3 separate regions of the Mus musculus genome follow, and regions 1 and 3 are each linked to region 2. The links are chromatin contacts, called in public Hi-C and HiChIP or PLAC-seq maps. All regions are on one chromosome and are shown on one strand. The core of a region is the stretch at or near the end of the contact, and the rest is flanking DNA. Distances in the headings are between cores, read along the strand shown.

Region 1 (2,916 bases), core at 59-2,558, 340 kb before region 2:
ACTATGAGACATTCTGTGTTGTTTCCCTTATTTCTTGGACAAGTAGCTGCAGGCTTTGCCCTTGCCAGTGGAAACTCTTGAATAGGCAGGAGGGTTAGGAGATGCAACACTATCTCCATTTTGTTTTGAGAAATCCAAGCTCTAGCACATGAATACCTACAATATAAAATATAAAGTTTTACACTTTAGAGAAATCAGTCTGTCTCTGTCTCCCTGTCTGTCTGTCTCCTTCTCTCCCTCCTCCCCTGTGTGTGTGTGTGTGTGTGTATGCGTGTGTGTGCATGTTCCTGTGTGTGAGAGCAGGCGCTTATACACCAGAGTGCACATGAGGGCGCCCTGAAGTACTGGCGCTTGCCTTCTACCTTGTTTAAAAGAGAGTCTCCAGGAAGCACCTAGTCTCACAGAGACTTGAAGTGCCAGGGTCCCATCTGCTCAGAGGAGAAAGAGAGGGGACTGGGGAAGGATTGTGGGAGTGGATGACCGGGAGTGGGGCAGTGAGTGGGATGTAAAGTGAATAAGTAAAAATAAATAAAAATAAGTAAATAAAAGAGGGTCTCCAGTTCTCTTCCTTCTGCATTCACCAGGCTGGCTGGTCTCCTAGCTTCTGGGGAGTCTCTGGTCTCTGCCTTCTGTATGGATGTGGAAGTACTGGGGTCACAGAATACCGTTTATCACATTTGCTTTACGTGTGTCCTGGGAATCAGAATTCAGACCCTCATATATTCAGGACAATCACGTTTCCCATTGAGCCAACTCCCCAGTCTAAGCTGAACATTTTCTTTACTTTTATCAGTCACCATAACAACTTACCAAAACACACATGAGATTCTATCAACCAAGTATTTCCTATAAAATAATCACATAGAACTGTAAAGTAAAAAGAATTTTTTTCCCTTGAAAAAATTCTTTTAATAGACACATCAATTTAAAGCAGGATTGCTTTTAATAGATGAGCTAATTTTAAAAACATGAATGTTGAGACATTTAACAATTTCAGTTAACTAAAAAATTATGAAGCATGAAGACAACTCCTAAAATGTTAGATAAAAATGGAATAATTTACATATATGTTATTTCCATCTTCATATTCCCATAAGCTTCTGCCAACAGTTTTCATGTAAATATACCTCATCTCCTATGATGCCACCATAATCATGCTATGCTACCTTTGTTTGGGGCTGGGAGGGTGCTCGTAACTAACCAGTCACTGACCCCTCAAAGTCTGCATTTGCTCAGATGCACAGCATGCAGGCACAGAGTGAGATCCTGCCAAGAACATGAAGAGGAACAAAATATGTCTTTTGCCTACCTCTTAGCACACGACTGTGTTAAATGCACTGAATATAGAGGCTGGGGGGATGGCTCCATGGATAAGAGTGCTTGTTGCACAAACAGGAGGACCTGAGTTTGAATCCCTGCCACCCATGCAAAAAGCCACACATGCACCTATGAGCCTAGTGGTGTGAGGGCTGGATTTTGGGGCATGCCAGTTGGTAGCCTAGCTCCGAGTTCAGTCAGAGTTCTTGTCTGAAGGATGTAAGGACAAGAGCCATAGGATAGGGCATTCAACATCCTTCTCTGGACACACATACCCACATACAAGCACACATACACACCCCCCCATACACACTCCTCATACTGAATATAAAAGCTATTTGAATGTACTTTATTGGGTCAAGGCAAACCTCTTCCGTCTTCCTCCCCTCAATAGCAGTCTGAAGTTAAATCTGAATATTTGGCTACATAAAAAAGACAAAGTACATTTTACAGATACACTAAAATTACCATAACAAACTCAAATTTCCTATATAGCTATCGCACACCATTTGAATAAAATATCTAAGAAATTAGTAGATAATTTAGTGAATTTCCATATTTCTAATTTAGTTAGAGCCTAAAGCTGGATTGGTGATGGGAAGAGAAAGGGTTCACAATGAATGCATTTTTCCCGAGTGTAGCATGTTCAGCCCCAGGCCTTCAGGCTGTGAGTAGAGCACTGTGTGAAAGGCAGCCACCCACAGGTGGTATTTCTAGAACAAAGCACTCAGATCTAGTGTCACTTAGCTGGGCAGTGGGGAATGACTTCATTTGACTTGGGTGTCTTACACACACACACACACACACACACACACACACACACACACACAATGCTTGCAATTGAAGGACTGCATTTAACCTGGAGTTCTCTGACAGGAGAGGGCTGTATTGACATATCTTTATACCTCTGAGATGAAGCCCTTATGTCTCTGCTACTTTATGGAGGCATGTATGCCTTTTGTCTAGTTCACAGGATGGGTTGACAGAGAATCAGTGCTCAACATTCACGCACCCAATGCTTATTGAGCACAAACACAAGATTTAAATGGTTTGCTTAAACTGAGTTTCTGTTCCACAAAGTCACTGGCAGGTGCATGAAAATTCATCCACACCTACATCAATCATTCTTAATACGGTCTGATGCTTTCCTTACAGTTTACGTACCATGGGGCTACACACTATACATTCATTAGTATAAGAGGATGGGACAAGGGCAGCAAACAGCTTTGCCTTCCAGCATGTCATTTCTTGAATGAATAACTAAGAGAGATTTCAGATAAGCATTAACTTGAAGCCACTTCATGGATGAAGGGCATAAATACAAATGAGAAACAGGTTCAAGAATCTTTAGCACCACCATCTTTTTATTTTGAAAGCCTTTTACACATAATATTTACAGTATCATCTGTCGTGAAGGAGGAAAAAAAGAGATACTTTCCTTGTCAAACAATAAATAGGAGGCCACGGCAAGATGTCTGGTCTGTTTTGGATTTCATTAAATAGACCATGCATTATGACAGGCATCCCATGATGATTACAAGTCATTGGTCTGATGCAGAAAAACCAAATTGATAAACCTATAGCTCAGAATCCCCTCAT
Region 2 (2,985 bases), core at 205-2,704:
CAAGGTCTGCGGTTTTGAAAAATGCATCCATATGGATGCGAGTCCCCAATGCTCCTTTCCTCTCTTACTTCCAACCCTTGCGTGCAAGGAGAGTCTCACACACCGGCAGACAAGGCAGCGTCACAATTCCAATACTCAAAGCGTGGAGTGGACAAGTGAATTCTACCCCTTTGGGTCAACCATCTCCCTGACCTCAGCGGTTTAAAAACCACCACATAGAAACAAGCTGCGCACAGAAACGAGGTTGTGCCAGAAAGGAGCGGGAAGACTCCGGAGAAGAGATCCGGTATAGTTTAGCAGCTCTGGCTGAGCCAGAGTAGACTCGCGCCCTGGCGCAGTACCCTCTCCCAGGTCACCAGGCGTGGAATGAAAACCGCCTTTTCGCTCCAGAAAAGTGACCCCAAGAGTCGTCCCTCGCTGCAAGGTTGGCAGGGATCTGACTTAGCTTTCCTAAAAAAAAATTAAAACGGTATTGAAAGGCCCACAGAGGACCCAGCACACAGGAGCCCAGACAAACAGCTCTGGCGCTCCCTTCTTCGCTTTTGGATCCTGCCTATGAGAGAGAAAAAAGAAGCCCAAGGGATCCGGGTGAGCTGACAGGGGTGCTCTCTTGGCCACTGACCGCCTGCCCCTGTCTTTCCCAGGCGCTCGGGTGCCACCTCCGCATTCTCCACCCTTCGTCCCTGCGCTCCAACTCCTCACCAGACAGATATCCAGTTCCTGTTCCCCTAGATTGACAAAACCACCTCTCTTCGTCCCTCCTCAGTCCTTCCTTTAAACTCCACCAGCAAACAAATTTCCTACGGAGGCAGAAAACTTTTCCCCTTATTTCACCACCAGATAAGGCAAGAAACCGGGTCAGGTTCGCTGCTAGCCTCTCTGCACTGCGCGGTAGCGAGCAGCGCACGTCCTTACCTGGCAGCCGTGCTCCAGGTGGCTGTCCCACTCCAGTCCTCCGCGCCTCCCCGAATCTCCCGGACTGTCCAGTCCGCTCTACCGAACCTCGGTCTCTCGCAGCAGGGAGTTCGGAGACAGCGACTGTCCTCAGGTTCGCTCGTGCCTCGGAGCCGCCCTTGTCTGCATCGCCCGGCTTCTGGGTGCAAGCGCAGCTGCGGGCTCCTCCCGGCCGGTCGCGAGTGCGGGGCTCCCGGCTGCAGCCGACTTGGCCCGCGGTTGCGCTCCCGGGTCCGAGCGCGCTCCGCCCGCGGGCAGCTGCGGCCGCGCGTCACATGCCGCCTCTCGGCAGCAGCCGTGGCACCTGCCCGGGCGACCGCACTGGGGCTCGGTTAGTCCGCCCCCGCGTCCTGCGCGCCCCTGCCCACCCCAGCCCTCTCTGATCTCGCCTTAATTTTTTTTTTTTTTACCCTCCTGCTCTCTCACTTCTCATTCCTTTTCTCTGCCTCTTTGTATATGTTTTATTCTTTTCTCCAAAAGCAGACAGAAGGCGCTCCAAGTGGGAGGAGATCTGTCCCTCCTCATGAACTCTTCCTCTGCCTGGTGGTGGCGATCGTGGCTACTGCTGCCCTCGTCCTCCTCCCCTTCCTCCTCCTCCTAGTCCTTCTTCTTTCAGTGTAACTCACTAGCTGCCTGCTGGAGCCCTAAACCTGCTCTGTTTCTGAGCATGCCCAGTGGCACCGCGGGCTCCTCGCTTCTCCCCGCGTGCTGGCTTGGCTGTATTCTCCGCCTGGCAGGGGCGAGGGAAACCAGCCCAGGGAGATCCTGGGTACTTTTCGGATAGGATCGCTAGAGGCCGGGCACAGAACCTGGGCGAGGAGTTTCCACCCACCCAGCGTGGCCTCACGTGCTCCCTATTTGCGCTCAGTGTTTCAAGGGTTGATGTTGATCAGATGTTTCCGTGTTCCATTTGAAGTCTGAAGTGGGTTTCCTTCAATTGCTTAGAAGGGTATGAAGAATGCGATTTCTTGGACTGAACTTATGGACAAGTGAACCTCAGCTCCAGAAAATAAAGGAGCCGGCTGGCAACCTTTCTCAAGGGGACAGTATGGTGCGTGTACGATTTGAGATTTAAAGAGCGTTTGTTTATGCAGAGCGAAGTAGCAGAGGACAGGGCAGCTTTGCTCCCCAGAAGTTTACACTTTAGGAGAAATTAGAGAAGCACTGCTGAAAAGAACGCGTCTGCGTGCATATGCACATGTGTGCACACTTTTTTTTTTCAGCCAGGAAAATTAAACCACAGTCTCACTAGTCTCTCTCTCTCTCTCTCTCTCTCTCTCTCTCTCTCTCTCTCTCTCTCTCTCTCTCTCTCTCCCTCCCTCCCTCTCTCTCTCTCTCTACCTTCCTCTCCCTTCTTCCTTCCTTCCTCTCTTTGTTTCTTTTTCTTTATCCCTGACCCTTCCTGCTCTTCCTCTCTCTCTCCCTCCCTCTTTCCTTCTTTCCTTGTTTCTTGCTTCTCTAGCCCTCCTCTTCCCTGGGGTCTGCTTTGAACTCCCATCTTGATCTTTCTTCCCCCCTCTTCCCATGTGGTGGGATTTCTGGCAAACCTAGCCAGGCTTTTAAATTCATATACAACTCCAGAGGAATGTGAAGCTGGGAGAAAGGGGGATTACTTACTATAGACTAATGTCAAGTAACTAAATAAGGACAGAGTAGCGAGCTCTAACAAAGTACTAGATACTAAGGAGGCTGCTGCTGCAGCAGTATGTGGCTTTTCCTAAACACAGATAAAAATGATGATATAACATTCTTATAAAAGCACACGCCTGTAACCCTAGGATTTGGCAGTCTGCGACAGGATGGCCCATGAGTTCAAGTTTAGCTTGGGCCATACAGACAGCCTATCTCTAAATAAATAAATAAGAGTGGACCAATGCAACAGTGTCTTTGGGAAGAAGAGACAAGGGGGACTGCAAAGAAGGAAGAAAGGAGAGAGAGAGGTAAGGCTGAAGCAGGAGGTCAGAGGAATAAGAGAGAAGGAGTACAGGTGTGCACAACAGGAAACAAAACTTCACAGTTTAAAAAGAAGCA
Region 3 (3,136 bases), core at 264-2,763, 430 kb before region 2:
CCCTATAGGTGGCCAATCTTTTTCTAGTGGCCTTCAGATGAAGATGTAAAACTCGAAGTTCCTCCTGCACCATGCCTGACTGGACACTTCTATGCTTCTGCCCTGATGATAATGGACTGCACCTCTGAACCTATAAGCCAGTGCCAATTAAATGTTATCCTTATAAGAGTTGCCTTGGTCATGGTGTCTGTTCACAGCAGTAAAACCCTAACTAAGATAGCAAGCCATTGGAAGCAAACCAGTAAGCAACATCCCTCCATGGCCTCTGTATCAGCTCCTGCCTCCAGGTTCCTGCTCTGACTTCCTCTAATGATGAACAACGTTGCTGTGTAAGCCAAATAAATTTTTCCTTCTCAAGTTGCTTTGGGCTTGGTGTTTCATCATGTAATAGTAACTCTAACCAATACACCATTTATATCCAATGTAAATATTAAAGTTGCTAGGAGAGTAAATTTTCTGTTTTTACCACCATGAAATAGGTACAGAATATATATGCTGATGGTTTTGATTTAACCATATTTCAAATAAATCCTAAATATATGTATATGTGTCTATTAGTCATCATCCATATTAATACATATTTGAAAACATTTAGAAAATATATAATACCCTGTATATATAAATTTCCTGTCTAGAATCTGTCGACAGTGAATCTAAAGCTAACACTCTGAGCTTTTACTTATACTCTCTCATCCTCTTTGGGGGTGGTCAGGTTACTTATATTATGAATAATTGAAGATTTTTAAAGGGCTAATTATGTGGAATTTCCACCTGAGTTTTAAAGTCTTCCATTTTCCATTAGAATAAGGTACTAGGCTTCCAGGTGTAAATGTTCACTTGAGATTAATTGACAGTTAATCAGGTCTTCTAGTTTTCCTCCTTACCTATGGAGGACCATTACTGTATCCTTCATGCCTCCAGCTAATCTGCTTGGTTTAAGCAAGTTGTAATTGCTAAGAGGAATACCCAAAGAATAGAGCAGATAATTTAATAGGGGATGCTGGCCTAGTCAACAACAGGGAGTGTTAGCTGATGTTTGCTAAGTGGAGTTGGGAATGTGGACATCACTTTTTAGTACGTGAGATTCACATTTTTTTCTAGACTCTGAGCTACCAAAGTGTGGCCCTCATTTGGGGTAATCAATTTATGTGACTTGAAAAGTAGGGAGGAAAATGTTCCTAAAAAACAACATGAGAAATTTGGAGAAAGAAAGACACACCCAGCGGGTTGTGTTGTTATTTGATCTGAGCTTGCTTAGATTGGGTCACTGAAGTTTACAGGTGAGAGGAGGCCTGTTTTTTATGATAACATACAAGTGATGTGAAGGACCATACAAATAAACACTAGCCTAGAGGCAGAAGGACTATTTGAGAACCAGTGATGCAATCTGGGGGAACTGACTGAATCCTGGACGGTAGCCATGGCAACAGAAATCCAGGCATTCTTGAGTATGATGACATCATTTTGAGACTTCAGATCTGCTGTGTCTTTTGTCTGCCTGCCTGCCATTGCTCCTCCTTCTCTCCTTTCACCATTGTGTTCTTTAGAGACATCCTATAGCCCGGGCTGGCCTGGAATACATAGTTCTGCCTAAGCCTCCTGAGTGCTGGGGTTAGAGGCATGCATACCTGGATCTTTTATGTTTCCAGTGTATGTGTGTTTAACCAATGTCTAAAAAGCTGCTGATTGGGAGTCATAGACAATTCCAAATAGTAGTGATGTAGGCCACAAGACACAGCTATCTGCTGCATGAAATCTAGTTTCTACCTTAAATGACAATGAATTTAAGAAACTAAGTTCTCCAGACTAAGCATTTCTTTTTATGGCAATCACAATAAAAAGGAAGCAAGCAAACAAACCAAAAACCAAAATCAACAATAAAACCAAATCCAGTGATAGTTACATTAACTGTCACCTGACTGGATATGGAATAACCTAGGATACACACCTCTAGGTATACTAGTGAGACTGTTTCAAGAGGTATAGCTAAAGAAAAGATATGCCTTGACTATAGGCAGCATCATTCTGTGGCCCCGGGGGCCTAGACTGAATAGAATGGGAAAAGAGAGACAGGCAGCTCAGCAGCAGCACTTGGTCTCTGCTTCCTGGCTGCAGATGTGGTGTGACCAGCTGCTTCCCCCTTCTCCTCTAGAGACTGAGTTTCCCTTACCATCATGCTCTCCCTACTACTGTGGACTGACTGCACCTTCAAATAACAAACCAAAAGGAACTCTTACATAACTTGCTTTTGTTATGCATTTGTCATAACAAGGAGGAAAATAATTGGCACACACCTCATAGGTATAAGGAAACAGCGATCATTGTGAGGCAGGAATATTATTGGAAGTTCAAGGGCAGCGTAGTCTATGCAGTGAGACCATGCCTCAAAAACAAACAAAACAAAACAAAACAAAACAAAACAAAACAAAACCAAAAAATAGCCAGAAACCAAAACCCAGACCAGATCTAAACCAACAAATGAAACCTTTGCATTTCTCCTCTGTGAGGGCCACAGTGTTTTTGTGACTCTGCACACTATACAGTTGTACCCTGAGATCATGGGAAATGAGTTTAATTATATGCTAACAAAATGTGACATCAAGTTCAGAGATGCTAGTGAATCCACATTTCTTCTCTACTCATCTCCAGAACAAACCAGCCATTCTGAAAGTTCAAGCAAACTTATCCCAAGGGTCAATAATCCACTTTATGTTGATATAATTTAAAGAGATTTCAACTATAAGATAAAAGGGCAGAGTTAAGTGTCTGAAGCATCCCTTGTATCAGAAATCACCCTCAATCCTCAAAGATTAATTAAAGTAAATGAAAGACATTTTGGTTTATGTTCATGACATGGGAAGTCACCTTAGGTCAACTTCACTGCAGAGTCAGGATGTCTTGAAGCACACTTGTAGGTGGGTGGCTTACGGACAACATGCTGTGGTAGCTGGGGCTTTGTAAATGGCTTAAAGTCATGATGCTTTTGCAGCGTTTGCTGCTGCCCACACATGCACCATGAATCAAGAGACAAATACTGCATCTTCCAGGATGAATAGTAATGAATATTAATTACAAGGAAATAGAAGAACAGTGACTGCTCCACTTTTTCAACACCATGGTGCAAATTAGTCTCAGA

What was found. Hi-C and Micro-C count contacts between places; a contact is called where the count stands out from the background. HiChIP or PLAC-seq counts read pairs in DNA pulled down with a chosen protein or histone mark.
Region 1: a contact with region 2 is called in a Hi-C map of cortical neurons. The contact joins the enhancer-like site here to the promoter of Chrm3 in region 2. A contact is called at or near these places in 1 of 39 promoter capture datasets (embryonic stem cells), 2 of 484 Hi-C or Micro-C datasets (both in cortical neurons), 3 of 115 datasets of contacts at active chromatin or transcription factors (bone marrow-derived macrophages, neural progenitor cells and stem cell-derived neural progenitor cells) and 3 of 9 other capture datasets (adipose tissue, liver and pancreatic islet).
Region 3: an H3K27ac HiChIP or PLAC-seq map of stem cell-derived neural progenitor cells shows a contact between it and region 2. The contact joins the enhancer-like site here to the promoter of Chrm3 in region 2. A contact is called at or near these places in 2 of 484 Hi-C or Micro-C datasets (bone marrow-derived macrophages and nephron progenitors), 7 of 115 datasets of contacts at active chromatin or transcription factors (a beta-TC-6 cell line, bone marrow-derived macrophages, heart atrium and 2 more) and 3 of 9 other capture datasets (adipose tissue, liver and pancreatic islet).

Annotation. Positions count from the first base shown.
Region 1 is chr13:10,021,298-10,024,213 of GRCm38.p6, forward strand. All of the region lies in intron 4 of Chrm3 (cholinergic receptor, muscarinic 3, cardiac), which reads right to left. Among named protein-coding and RNA genes, the nearest start is that of Gm40665, 230 kb to the left of the region's middle. Within about 2 kb of position 1,309, at least 2 of the 459 cell types and tissues checked have an H3K27ac peak or open chromatin away from gene starts, as enhancers often do. A contact at or near this core is called in cortical neurons, where this site is marked.
Region 2 is chr13:10,359,349-10,362,333 of GRCm38.p6, forward strand. It overlaps Chrm3 (cholinergic receptor, muscarinic 3, cardiac), which reads right to left and starts at 1,455. Exons shown (of 5, transcript NM_033269.4): 1 at 916-1,455. Gm26861 (a long non-coding RNA gene) reads left to right here and starts at 131. Exons shown (of 7, transcript XR_001780860.2): 1 at 131-588.
Region 3 is chr13:9,928,693-9,931,828 of GRCm38.p6, forward strand. The region is part of intron 4 of Chrm3 (cholinergic receptor, muscarinic 3, cardiac); the gene reads right to left. Among named protein-coding and RNA genes, the nearest start is that of Gm40665, 130 kb to the left of the region's middle. Within about 2 kb of position 1,514, at least 36 of the 459 cell types and tissues checked have an H3K27ac peak or open chromatin away from gene starts, as enhancers often do. A contact at or near this core is called in neural progenitor cells and stem cell-derived neural progenitor cells, where this site is marked.